Regions from separate parts of the Sus scrofa genome. Here region 2 is linked to region 1. The links are chromatin contacts, called in public HiChIP or PLAC-seq maps. All regions are on one chromosome and are shown on one strand. Each heading gives the region's core, a stretch centred on a gene start, on an enhancer-like site or on the middle of the called end of the contact. The rest is flanking DNA. Distances are from core to core; before and after follow the strand shown. Region 1 overlaps MYCBP2 (E3 ubiquitin-protein ligase MYCBP2). Region 2 overlaps SCEL (sciellin).

Evidence for each region. HiChIP or PLAC-seq counts read pairs in DNA pulled down with a chosen protein or histone mark.
Region 2: an H3K27ac HiChIP or PLAC-seq map of alveolar macrophages shows a contact between it and region 1. The contact joins two enhancer-like sites. A contact is called at or near these places in 2 of 47 Hi-C or Micro-C datasets (embryonic fibroblasts and epiblast stem cells) and 1 of 2 datasets of contacts at active chromatin or transcription factors (alveolar macrophages).

Annotation. Positions count from the first base shown.
Region 1 is chr11:49,302,965-49,309,578 of Sscrofa11.1, forward strand. It overlaps MYCBP2 (E3 ubiquitin-protein ligase MYCBP2), which reads right to left. Exons shown (of 85, transcript XM_021065752.1): 32 at 5,769-6,043; 33 at 4,718-4,939; 34 at 2,358-2,549. Among named protein-coding and RNA genes, the nearest start is that of MYCBP2, 130 kb to the right of the region's middle. Within about 2 kb of position 2,102, at least 2 of the 83 cell types and tissues checked have an H3K27ac peak or open chromatin away from gene starts, as enhancers often do. A contact at or near this core is called in alveolar macrophages, where this site is marked.
Region 2 is chr11:49,676,298-49,682,940 of Sscrofa11.1, forward strand. It overlaps SCEL (sciellin), which reads left to right. Exons shown (of 26, transcript XM_021065763.1): 4 at 1,220-1,288. Among named protein-coding and RNA genes, the nearest start is that of SCEL, 28 kb to the left of the region's middle. Within about 2 kb of position 3,669, at least 4 of the 83 cell types and tissues checked have an H3K27ac peak or open chromatin away from gene starts, as enhancers often do. A contact at or near this core is called in alveolar macrophages, where this site is marked.

The DNA of each region.
Region 1 (6,614 bases), core at 852-3,351:
TCACTCACTTTGTAATGAGTTACCAGAAATTTCATCAATATATAGACTAATAGCTTTCAGACCATGTTGCAGAGAAGTCTAGGAATTTTGGACAGAGAAATTCAAAAAAGAGGTTGACTCAAAGTTCCTGTCCTCATTCAGACCATCCCTCCTGTTATCTGTGAGTTTGGGAATTGAGAATTCATTGCAAAAAATGTTCTGTGCCTTAAGTTTGAATACCACTAATGTATAACTTGGCAGTCAATATTTGAAAGTACACACATATGCACATGTGTGTACAACCTCATTAATTACAGACTCTGACTAGAGAGGATCAGAGTACTTATTTTGGTTTGAAACCTCTCTTTTTAATTATAGAGCCTGCTTCTGATCTAAGTTGGCTCCAGATGTTTGGAAGACCTACAAGAGGAAAAAATTAAAGTTAATGACTCTAGCAAGAATTATAAACTTCTCTGAGGAAGAGAGATATATGGATATCTAAATAAGGACCTTTAGAAACTCCCAAGGTTATACATTAGGCATATGTAATTTGGGGCATCCCTTTTCATTAGAAAAGTTAAGTTCACAGGGAATAACTAGATAGTCAATTTCTGACGGGAACTTTTGCAGGACAGATCTTTTCCTCTGGGATCTAGTACAGAAGGGAAACATCTTATAGACTGAATGAATAAGTGACAAAAAAATTTAAATGTTCTGACAAGGGTTTCACCTCCTAGGCCAGAGCTTAAGACACTACAAGCTGCTCAGCTTCGTGTAATCATTTAGAAATACTATAGGCTAAACTTTCACTACAAATCGGTAATGAGTGTAGACTGAACAGATTAAGAATAGATTCTGAAATAAATCAATAAGGAAGAAAAAGCAAAGAACAGGAATTATAAAAGTAAACAGAGAAAAGACATTCGTTGACAAACAAGAGACCTGAGAGGCCAATGAGTACAAGCTAGTTACTGAGCATTCACTTGAATGATATATTTCACATTATAACATGATTTTCCTTCTTCTTCTTCTTCTTTTTTTTTGGTCTTTTTGCCATTTCTTGGGCCGCCCCCGTGGCATATGGAGGTTCCCAGGCTAGGGGTCTAATTGGAACTGTAGCCGCCGGCCTACACCACCAGCCACAGCAGCTCGGAATCCGAGCCGCGTCTGCAACCTACACCACAGCTCACGGCAACGCTGGATCCTTACGCCACTGAGCAAGGCCAGGGATCGAACCCGCAACCTCATGGTTCCTAGTCGGATTCATTAACCACTGAGCCACAACGGGAACTCCAATATAACATGATTTTCAAAACCAATCTACTGTCTACTTTTCCAGGAGAAAAAACATTAGAAACATTAGAAAATATTAGAAACATTCATCAAATTCAGTCAAGACATTTAGATAAATTATAAAACTGAATGAGCAGGGCGGTGAAATGGTGAAAAATAGTTACAAAAATGTAAAGGCATTTTAAAATGCTTCAAAGTAGTTTTATCAAACATATTTGTTTTTGTTTTGTTAGATACATTTATTTTTTAGATTTCACAGATAAGTGTTAACATAGAGTACGTGTCTTTTTCTTTTTTATTAATGATTATTTTTTCCATTATAGTTGGTTTACACTGTTCTGTAATTTGTACTCTACAGCAAAGTGACCCAGCCACACATACATATACACATTCTTTTTCTCACATTATCCTCCATCATGTTCCATCACAAGTGACTAGATATTGTTCCCAGTGCTATACAGCAGGATCCCATTTTATCCTTGTCAAACATATTAATATTTGATCCTTTAAAAACTTTCTGAGAATGGCTGCATAACAATGTGGACGTACTTAATGCCACTGAACTGTACACATAAACATGATTATGATATTTTGTTACCTAATTTACTATAATTTAAAAAAACTCTGTGATATAGATCAGATAAAAATTATTATTCCCATTTTACATGTGTGTTTCCCTAGGGTTGATTAAGTGGACAGAGCTCAGGTTTGAACCTCTTTGCCTCTTCCATACCACATATTCATTATTAGTCGTCCTACTTCTACCACTCATTACCCAGCAATGAGAACTCTCTTTGCTTCTATTGGGACATGGTGATGGGTTGTGCAATGGGGCAGTGAAGGGGAAAATGTGTATTTTACATTACTGCAATATTTTGTATTACTGCAACATCCTGGGAAGAACTGGTAAGAGAGAAGAAACAAGAGCAGAGGAGAGGTGTAAGGAAGGGGAGAAAAACCCCATCTAGCTTGAAGGTATTTTCTTAATGAAAATTAGTTTCTATAAAACCAAAATACATGAAAAAAGAAAGAATGCAGAGAGTTTAAACATGTGCTCATTATCCAATATCAAAATATACCATTACCTCAGATCCCAGGGCTGATGCTGTCAGCTCACTGACAATACTGGCCAGTAACCCACAGGTGTTGGAGACCAGGTGGGAGGAGAAGAGCTCGTTCTCTCTCCTCAGGCTGTTCCGGACCGGGAGCACCACAATAACCAGCATTTTCTCGAGAACTTCACGGAAGCTTGTCATCCCTGAGATGTTCTCTTCATTCTACGACACAGGAAAAGAAGAGGCTCTAAGATATTGCTTCATTTTCCTTCACATAAGACTCAACTGCAAGATCCTGTCTTTCGAGACGACACTTAAAATTCAGACTTGAGCCTCTGTCTACATATATATCCAGCTGTATGTGGAGTCATCCTATCTACTTTTCACTTACAAGTCCTTTTTAAAATTATTAGTCACTGGGTATCGTATAAAAGTACCACATATTTATTTACAAGGTTTTTTTTTTATTAACCCTGAGTCATTTTCATTTATCCTTTAATTTACTTTTTCAATAACAGTCATGTATGCCAGAAAAAAAACCTCTTCCTGTTTTAAAAGCTTTTTCTACAAGACCAGATTCCAAACTGAGATAATTATTATTTCTGGTATGTTTAAAGGCAAAACAACTGAGAAAGAGTCTACACAAATCTATTTCTACTAAAATTCTTTCTGTACATCCAACATGGAATTCTACACCAAATATTCCTGTGCAGTTTTACAATTTCTATAGTACTTGATTTCAGAAGTGAAGACAAGAAATTCCAAACACTATTAATAAAGAACTTTCAAAATAAGAAATTACAGATTTCTTTGAAAGACTAATGGGAAAATATTTTCTTCCAGAAAAAAAGGGGGAAAGATGAATAATTTAATCAGATATCTCACATGAACATTATTTATCTCTTTTACCATCCTCATATCTTTCAGCCCACGGTCCACAGAGAGCAAGATGCACTCAATCTCATCAGAGGGCCGGTCGTGACCAATGACCCTCTTGGCTATCCTGGCAACTAGGAAATCAAACAATTTGGGATCTAGTTCCAGTTTTTTCATAGTGTTTCAAGCTCATCTGTAAAATCAGGAAATCGTTTGCTATGATTACGTTATCAAAAACAACTTGTTACTCTCTGAGCGTGAAATCTGCATTCTACACTGCATTACAGAAACATTACAGATTTAACTGATTTCATAAAGTCATAAAATCTCAGGGTGGAAAGGGGTCTTAAATCACTCTTTCCAAGATAAATCAAGTATGTCATAGAGTGTACTTTCAATCCATTAGAAAAAAATAAGTATCTTTTCGGTTAAAATCAACATGAAATTATTGTAAATCACACTCAACAATGTGATAGTCTTTCTCTCCTACTTTCTTAACATCCAATCTAAGACTAAAAATAAAATCACTTAGAGATAATCTTTTGTTGGCCACATCTACGGCACGTGGAAGTTCCTAGGCAAGGGATGGATCTGTGCCACAGCAGCAACACGAGCTGCTGCAGTGACAATGCCAGATCCTTAACCTGCTGCACCATAGGAGAACTCTTAAAATAATCAATTATTCATTTTGTTAAAAGTATAATTCTTTTTTTTTTTTGCTTTTTAGGGCCACACCCACAGCATATGGAAGTTCCGAGGCTAGGGGTCCAAATCAAAGCTACAGCTGCTGACCTACACCACAGCCACAGAAACGCCAGATCCAAGCTGCTTCTGCAACTTACACCACAGCTCATGGCAATGCCAGGTCCTTAACCCCACTGAGCGAGGCCAGGGACAGAACCCACAACCTCATGGTTCCTAGTCGATTCATTTCCACTGCACCACAATGGGAACTCCTCTACTCCTTTTTATTTTGCTTTAATTTTAAAGATAACTTCTCATCAACTTGGTAGTAATTACATATGGTTTTCATACGTATTTAAGTTTTCACCATAGTGCTTTCTAATAAGCCAGAAGCAGTTACTAAAGAGTGTTTCCTTATGACTACTGTTTCATAATGCTTATTTTAACATACCAAAATGTTACAGAAGAAATGATTTAAAAATTATTTCCTTAAAATTCTATTTTGGTAATCTAAAATACTGTATTGGAATACAAAAGTTTGCTTACAGTATCTGCACTTTTAAAATGGTTCAGGAAAATACAAATAGGAATTTATCACACATCTCTAACAAGTTTTTTACAGGTTAGAGATCATTTAAAATAAAAAAATCAGAGAAAAAAGATCACTCATTTATAGGTAAACATGAGAACATTTTTTTCCTTAATGTTAACTCCTCCCCTTGTAAAAATCATAATTATTTGGTAAATATAGCTACTGCTACAGAGGAATAAGCGCCAAGCTAAATATGTCACCATTTACAGTTTTATTGCTTCAATATAAAAAGACCTACCTGGCTGAGTTTTTCCATATGTGCTACCAGAAGGGGGAAACGGTGAACCAGCGTGGAGTCATTCTCCGTGCTAACTTGTTTAACAATTGACCGCAGCAGTACTTCCCCATCATATGCAATAGGGAAGATGGAGGTCAGCTTGACAGAAGTGTGACACAGAGCTGACATCACAGCTGCAAGGAGTCGGCTACTTGATGTCTTGAAGTTTGCCTCCTGGATATCCTTTTAAAAACAAAAATAGGCAGCCCACCAAAGGGAAATACTGCATCAATATAATCCAAGTTTCTGGATATATCAAAGGTAAACTTTTTTTTTTCTTTTTTTTCTTTTTAGGGCTGCACTTGCGGCATATGGAAGTTCCCAAGCTAGGGGTCAAATTGGAGGTCTAGCTGCCAGCTTTCACCACAGCCACAGCCATAGCAACTTGGGATCTGAGTCGTGTCTGAGACATAGATCAGAGTTCATGACAACGCCAGATCCTTAACCCACTGAGCGAGGCGAGGCAAGGGCTGGAAACTGCATCCTCACGGACACTAGCTGGATTCTTTTCCACTGTGCCACAACAGAAATTCCAGTAAACAATCTTTTAAATCATACCAAAATTTTTAGAACTCTGGCACTGTAATTATTATGTTATAGGATAATATTATATCAACACTTTAAAACACAACTGTTTAGGTTACTACCCAATGAAGCTGGAAAATTATTAAACATGGTAAAAAAAAAAAATCGGCCTCCTGTACTCTTTACGTATTCATGTAACTTTAGAATCACTGTCCTCTGTAGCACTATTCTCTAAGAAAGACATCAAAAAGGCCCTAATTAGTAAAAAGAGCAACCCAGAACCTATACAACATGCCTGCCAATTTAAAACTATCGAATGATAAAGCAAACAAAAAAAAAATGGTTTTACTTAAGTCACATACAACAAACAAGTTTCTTAATTTATCTTTCATAAACAAGTTAGAAAGACTGAGGCAACTGCAAAATATGTTCTTGAAGAATATTAATAAATCATATTTTCCACTAATATTTTACAAACTTAAATTACCTGGTCCAAACAATTCAGGAGATCACAAAGGCAAGCCCACTGTAAGGCAGGAGTTGGGTAGAAAGAATGAAAACAGGCAGTGAAGGTATTATGACATTCCTGAAGGACAGCTTCTAGGAGACTCAAGGGTTGACTGAGGTATCCTTGGGGATCATTATCCAACTTCACCATGCAGTGATCAACTCCTTCTGACAAAATTTTTCTTAGCAAAGTTCTGGTTTTTCCAATGCATTCTGCTAATTTGCTGGTTTCTTCTACAACTGCTTTTCCTGTGGCTTTAAGAGAACAAAGCAGGTTGCTAATTAAACAGAACAATAAATACATATAAAAACATTTGATTTAATTCAAATAATTTCCTATATGGCTAAAAATCACAAGTACTCATAACCTAGAAATGAAATAGTACAGAGATTATGTGTGGTCCAAAATTATTTCTTTCAAAAATCTAAACAGAAAAAAACTCCAACTTGCTAGTTTCAGCATTTAAGTCCAAATCAGTTGTTCAAAATATTTCTATTTGACAGACTCTGTTTAAAATAATACTTTATAGATCTGGTGTTGCCAAAGCTGCAGTGTAGGTCAGAGCTGTGGTTCATATTCAATCCCTGCCCCGGGAACTTCCATATATGCAGGTGTGGCCATAAAAAATTAAAAAATAAAATAAGAAATAAAGTAATATTTTATTAGAGTATTGAATTTTAATTTAGCATGACTTTTTGCTATCAAAATAACAAGCAATCTATTATATTCTTTAAAAGTAAATGTACAAGTATCACAGCAAGACAACTTCTCCTCTCAATTCAGGAGCAGGTTAAATAAAAGGTAACAAACTCTTGGTAATCCCTA
Region 2 (6,643 bases), core at 2,419-4,918, 370 kb after region 1:
TTCCCAGGCTAGGGATCTAATCAGAGCTGAAGCTGCCAGCCACAGCCACAGCATTGTGGGATCTGAGCTGTTTCTATGACCTATATCATAACTCACAGCAATGCCAGATCCTTAACCCACTGAGAAAGCCAGAGATCGAACCCGCATCCTCGTGGATACTAGTCAGGTTTGTTTCTGCTGCACCACAATGGGAACTTCCTACCTCCAAATATTTGCTTTAAAAAAAAAAAACACTGCTTCAAGTTAAAAATCACATCTTAAATAGTATACTGTTTTGGTACTTTTTCTGATACCATTGACTTTGATGTGTCAGCTTCAAATGATGCTTTGAAATGCAAATATAGTAAATCATGGTATAATTCTCCAAAGAGCTTGCTTTTCCCCTGTTTTATAGGGTTATATAAAGTACTGAACGGGCTTCTGTTGCTGATTGATTAGTCTGATCAAGGTGTCACCACTGCTTTGATGATATGGTTCCTGCTACTGAAGCTCCCATCCTCTCTTTCCTTATTTTCTTGTCTAATCCATCTCCCTTAACTTTTTCCAGCTTCTCTGTCTTCCCCAGCTCTCTCTGCCTGTCTCTCCTCCCCCTTCTTCTCCCAGGAGCCCCCTCATCTTTTCTCTTCCCATCCATCTTTTCTCTCTTCTCCCACTTTCTTCTTTTCATTTCTTTCCAGAATCTCCTATTTCTCTTTTCCTTTTTTTCCTTCTCTCCCTCCCTCTCTTGGGCCAGCAAGCTGTCTTCTTTCAACCCTGTCCACGGTGCTGAACTTTTAATAAAGCAGTTTGTACATGGCCGTTGTGCTGGCATATGGTACTGCTGAAACTCTGCAAACAAAACGTAACTGATTATAAGGGAATGCGTCCCTGTTATGTAAAAATCGACAATGTTGATAAAAGTATATATTATTTATTAACCATTTTGCATGTTGTGTTGCTTGTTTTACGTATCCTTATCCCCAAAGTGAATATGTTACATGGTAGTTAGAATAATTGGGCCTAGAGGAGAATTCTTTTATTAGCATGGGGAATTGGGTCTGCTCTAATTTATCCTATCAAATCAAAGCCTGGAAAGATTTCAGTACTCCAAACATGTCTTTTCTTGGTAACATGTACATCTCCTACCTGCTTAGGCAGGTGTTTCCCAAATCTGTGATAGGTCATATCAACAATTTTTTGGTAATTGATTTGATCTTTCTGTAATTATTTTTTGCTACAGGAAAGCAAACGAGAGAGATGAGCCCAAAGCCACAATCAGTCGGTACAGATCTGATGACACTTTGGACAGGTAAGGTGTTTTGTACCATGCCAGCAGAATCCATCACATTTATTAAATCCTGTTTCTTATAGAGCATGAGGTATTCAAATGTTTACCAAAGTAAGTTTTGAACCATATTCTATCTCCGGGGACAAAAGAACTATAAAGATTGAAATCATCTTCTTCTTCAAAACTCACAAAACCTTGACCTGAGATACTGTCTTCCTAAAATCCCACTAATAGTAGATCAATAGGAAAAGTTCTGCAAAAACTGGTTTGAGTAGAAGTGGGGTGGCCCCTGCGTGGGACTATTCAATTGAAAATGGGGAGTATGGTTTTTTTGTGTGTGTGAATAGCCAGTTCTTGTTCTAACTTTGGTCTTTCCACCCCAAAGGCAGAGAAACAACAGTTTCAGTATAACTACCTTACAGAGAGACTGTAAATTTTAAAACGACAGTAGTTTTGAGCCCCTCTGGGATAAAGGCATTGGCTCTTTCCTTTAGAAAGTGAAATTGCTCTTTCACAGTGGAGTCACCACATGGCTGTAGAATGAATCCACAGCATTGTGCCTGTCATTGGCTCACTCTTAGATGGAAAGAGAAGAAGAGCTCATCCCTGTATCAAAAATTGAGGACTCTCTATTCAGGTTGAAGTGTAAATGCTCCAAGTCACATTTTAATCTTATATTTGATAGAGTGCTTAGTAGGCACCAGAACAAAGCTAACATCTTTATTTGGAGTCTAGACACAGTGAATCTCTGAGGCCATTAATAGCTGATGCCACTCCCTGTAGCTAAAGATGAGCTGTTCTTATAGACAGAAATGGCACCTGCTGTACTGGGCGCACATATACTGAAACTTACGGTATCTCATAGAGTCTGTATTCAGACCATGCCAGTTGTTAGTTATAGAGCAAATGAATGTGTTCCTGAAGTCTTTGTGGGTTTTCAAGGCAACCTCCCTAACAGCGGACAGATAGTTGACATCTCTCTTATCGTTAATGACCTTCACAAACATCAGTGTGTGAAAGTGTATATGCAGAATGCCATCTCCACAGCGCTGGGTGGAGAAAGGAGTCGCAGGACCTCTGTCCGTTCAGCTCGGCCTCGCAGACTGTCCTATTGCACTGTGAATTGAAGAAGGAAATCCTACTCCTAGGAATGAATTTGCAAATGAGATAATTATGTCCCAAGAAATGTGGGAGACCTAAGCCTTTGTCGGCAGTGTGTCTGAAAGTTTATATCAGACCAGTCAAGGTAGAGCCTTGGAACATTAGCAATGGACGAGACCAGACCTCACAGGCAAGCCAGTTGAGTCATTTTCAGACCCAGCAGCAAATGAGAATCACCTAGAGAGCTTTTCAACTTGACTGATAACTTGGTGCCACTGCCTCTCATTCCTTCAGTTCCATTTAATAAGTCTGCACTGGGACTCAGGCATCTTTTTTTTGGAGGGGGCGCACCTGAGGCATATGGAAGTTCCCAAGCTAGGGGTCCAATTGGAGCAGTAGCTGCTGACCACAGCCACATCAACGCCAGATCCTTAACCTGCTGAGCAAGGCCAGGGATCGAACCTGCATCCTCATGGATGCTAGTCAGGTTCGTTTCTACTGGGCCACGATGGAGACTCCTGGACTCGGGCATCTTTTGCAGCTTATGAAATGATTTTGAATTATGGCCGAAGCTCAGAACCACCAACCTGGCCCAAACCCTTCATTTTATACACTGGAAAATGAGACCAGAGATGTCCTGTTTGTTTACACAGAGGTTTGGCAGCATGTTTGGAAGAGTATCCTGGTCTGCTTACTCCCTGGACAGTGCCATCTGGCTTCCAGCAGGGAGCTCCATTTCTGTAAGGGCGGCAACAGATGTGAGGGAGAGAACACAGGAGTCAGTAAATAAAGCCATTCCCTGAAAACAGCAGTCAGACTCCCATCATCCAGGCCACTCCAAAATGTGAAATAATCTCAGGAGGAAGATGATCAAATATATCAGGCATGTGTGGGCCATTTCAATAATAATGCGTATGGTAAATGAATATGAGAAAAGTGTTTACATTTGACGAGTTCCTATTGATTGATTGATTGTCTTTTTAAGGCCACCATGGCATATGGAAGTTCCCAGGCTAGGGGTTGAATCCAAGCTAGAGTTGCTGGCCTACACCACAGCCACAGCAAGGCCAGATCCCATTGAGCAAGGCCAGGGATCAAACCCACATCCTCACAGATACTAGTCAGGTTTGCTATTGCCGAGCCACGACAGGAACTCAGAAGAGTTTCCTTTTAAAGTACACATCTGTGGGTAAAATATGACATGTTCTAAAGAAACATAAGTAAATAATAGTGTACATAGCATGCAATCTGGCCCAGTCCCTGAAAGTGGGCTCCTGATGTGGAAAACCTAGGTTATGGAGCCCTCTAGTGTTCTGTTGTGGAAGTGTAACTTTTCCTTTGGTTCTTTTGATCATGTTGTTAACTACGTAGCTTAGGTATTTCCTGTTCCCAAGACTGACTCCTATTAAAACAACCTATTTTATATCACACATTGGCAGAAAATTAGTTTCTAAGAGAATTACCAAGGTAATCTCTCAAAGTAATAAGAAATTGATGATTGCATTTGAATGACGGTTTGAGTTCTTTCCGTTATTGGTTATAGACATCCCCCTAGTGGCCTGGGAGAGATTGTGGATGCAAAAAAATAATAACTGAAGGAGGACGTGTTGATCATGAGTGTTGGAATAATTACACTACAGAATCAGGTTTACAACACTGGACCCTGCTGGAAAGACTTTGGAAATAGATGACATCCTGATTATGTAGCCAAGAGAAAGCGAGACACCTTCTCTGAGACTCCATCTCTTTATCTATAATGTGGAAATAACTATGCCTACCTTGTAGGGATGTTCTGAAGAGTAGAGAAAATTGTATAAGTGACAAAGAGTCCTAGGTAGCTCTTTTTATTATTGCAAGAATTATTTCCCACATAGATTTACACTGTAGAATTTTTACAAACTTCATTTGACTTTAACACCAGAACTCTCCTTTATTTAAACCTTGAGGATGTTTGAAATTGAGGTGCTGTTTGCTTTAGACAGATTGTTATTTTCAGTGTATCAGAGTAGCAATTTCCCAAGATTGTTTTTATTTTCTATGAGGATCTCATAGACAGCTAGAAACTTGGAGTAGTTTCTAGAAACATTTCAGATTTAGGATTACCTGAATCTTATTTATGGTATTCACAGTGGTTTCCTGCAGAGCGCTTTAAATATAAACATCAGGGGAGTTCCCGTCATGGCTCAGTGGTTAACGAATCTGATTAGGAACCATGAGGTTGTGGGTTCGATCCCTGGCCTTGCTCAGTGGGTTAACGATCTGGCATTGCCGTGAGCTGTGGTGTAGGTTGCAGATGCGGCTCGGATCCCTTGTTGCTGTGGCTCTGGCGTAGGCCGGCGTCTACAGCTCTGATTAGACCCCTAGCCTGGGAACCTCCATATGCCGTAGGAGCAGCCCTAGAAAAGGCAAAAAGACAAAATATATATATATATATATACACACACACATCAGGGGCTCAGGAGCTATTAGTGCAGGCAATATATTTATAGTCTTTGGCCTTATGACCATGATGTTGAGTGATCATCATGAGTTTTTAATACATGGATTCTCAGATTCTGTACAAGTTAAAACCTATTGAGAATATGGAGCTCTGGGAGAATTCCAACTTTCCTTCCTTTTTGCATTCAAGAGTTATCAGTTTGGGGCATTGTGTCCCAGGAAGAGCTTATATAAAACTGAACTAAAATTTATGATAAAAGTGAAAGTTTAGAGAAAGTTATAGTAGACCCATAGTACAAGATCTACAGAAGAATCTTGCTGACCTTTTGTTTTCCTGAGCATAATTTTGCCCCATCCTAGTTTTGTGCAAGGCTGCAGAATGCTCCGGAAGACCAGTCCCAGATCGTGGGAAGCACTTTCCTACCTGGAGGGCAGGAAAAGAACAAGGGTTGCAGTCGTGAGAGCCCCCCATTGGCATGCAGATTACAGGATCCCTAATTTGTCTTATGTCCTGAAGGACAGACAAAACACCCCTTATCCAGACCCGCTCTCCTCGAGCAGACCTGAGGTTAGATAGATTAAAACCTCTGATGGCCTATAGAGCCTATTAACTAAATGACTGATCAAAGCAAACAAATTCACTAGGGTGGAGTAACTCTTGTACCAAGGCCCCTCTCCTGTCCCCCCAAATCTGTGGCTAAGCACGAAGATGACTGCTCGCTCTCATCAGAGTCCAGTGTGTTTGGCTAGAAAATTAGAGGATGTCTCAGCTCCATGAAAAGACTCAGGGACCTAAGTTCTTTTCATGTTTTAATGCTGTCACCTGCAACCTGTAGGCAGCATAGCCATGGTAGAAGAGAAAGAGCATGGCAGATCACATAAGATGTTTTATGATGAGTTTGGGAGTCACAAACTAACCACACTCCAACCACACTCCTTAGTTTAGAACTCAATCATACTGCAACTTAATTGCAGTAAAGATTGGGAAATACAGCTTTCCTGTGTGCTCAGAAGGAAAATAAACTGTTTGGCAAACATATAGCATTGTCTATGCCACAAAACATTTTTAAAAATTGTTAAGTCTTACAATGATCCCTTTTACTGATACAAGAAGTAGTCCTTGGCTAGATATGTTATTAAGCAGTATATATGAAAGTGTTAATGAGTTAAATGCTTCATGTCAGAGAGGCTTTAAAATTTAAATTTTAAGCGTTCCTTTCGTGGCTCAGCAGTTAACGAACCCGACTAGGATCCATGAGGATTCGGGTTCGATCCCTGGCCTGGCTCAGTGGGTTAAGGATCCAGCATTGCCATGAGCTGTGGTGTAGGTCGCAGACACAGCTTAGATCCTGCATTGCTGTGGCTGTGGCGTAGGCTGGCAGCTGTAGTTCTGATGTGACCCCTACCCTGGGAACTTTCATGCGGCTCACATGGAGCCCTAAAAAGACAACAAACAAACAAAACTAATAAAATTTAAACTTTAAAATTTGCATGGAGTTCCCAGGTGGTTTAGCAGATTAAGGATCTGGTGTAGCCACTGCTGTAGCTCAGGTTGCTGCTGTGGCAAAAGTTCAATCCCTGGTCCTGGAAATTCCGCATTCCACAGACCTGGCCAAAAAAAAGTTGCAAAACGTATCAAAATAGCCTCATAAATAGATTTTGTCATAAGTAGCTTTTTTTAATTATAAAAATTTCTAAAACATTAACACCGGAAAAGCCATTGTTTTTACTAGAGAAAGGTAATCTAGTGAACTGATTCTAGTTTGCAAGAGGTCTGAAAGGAGTTTAATAATCTAAATGTTCATCCAGACTTTTGTCTTGTTTCTTTATAAAGGA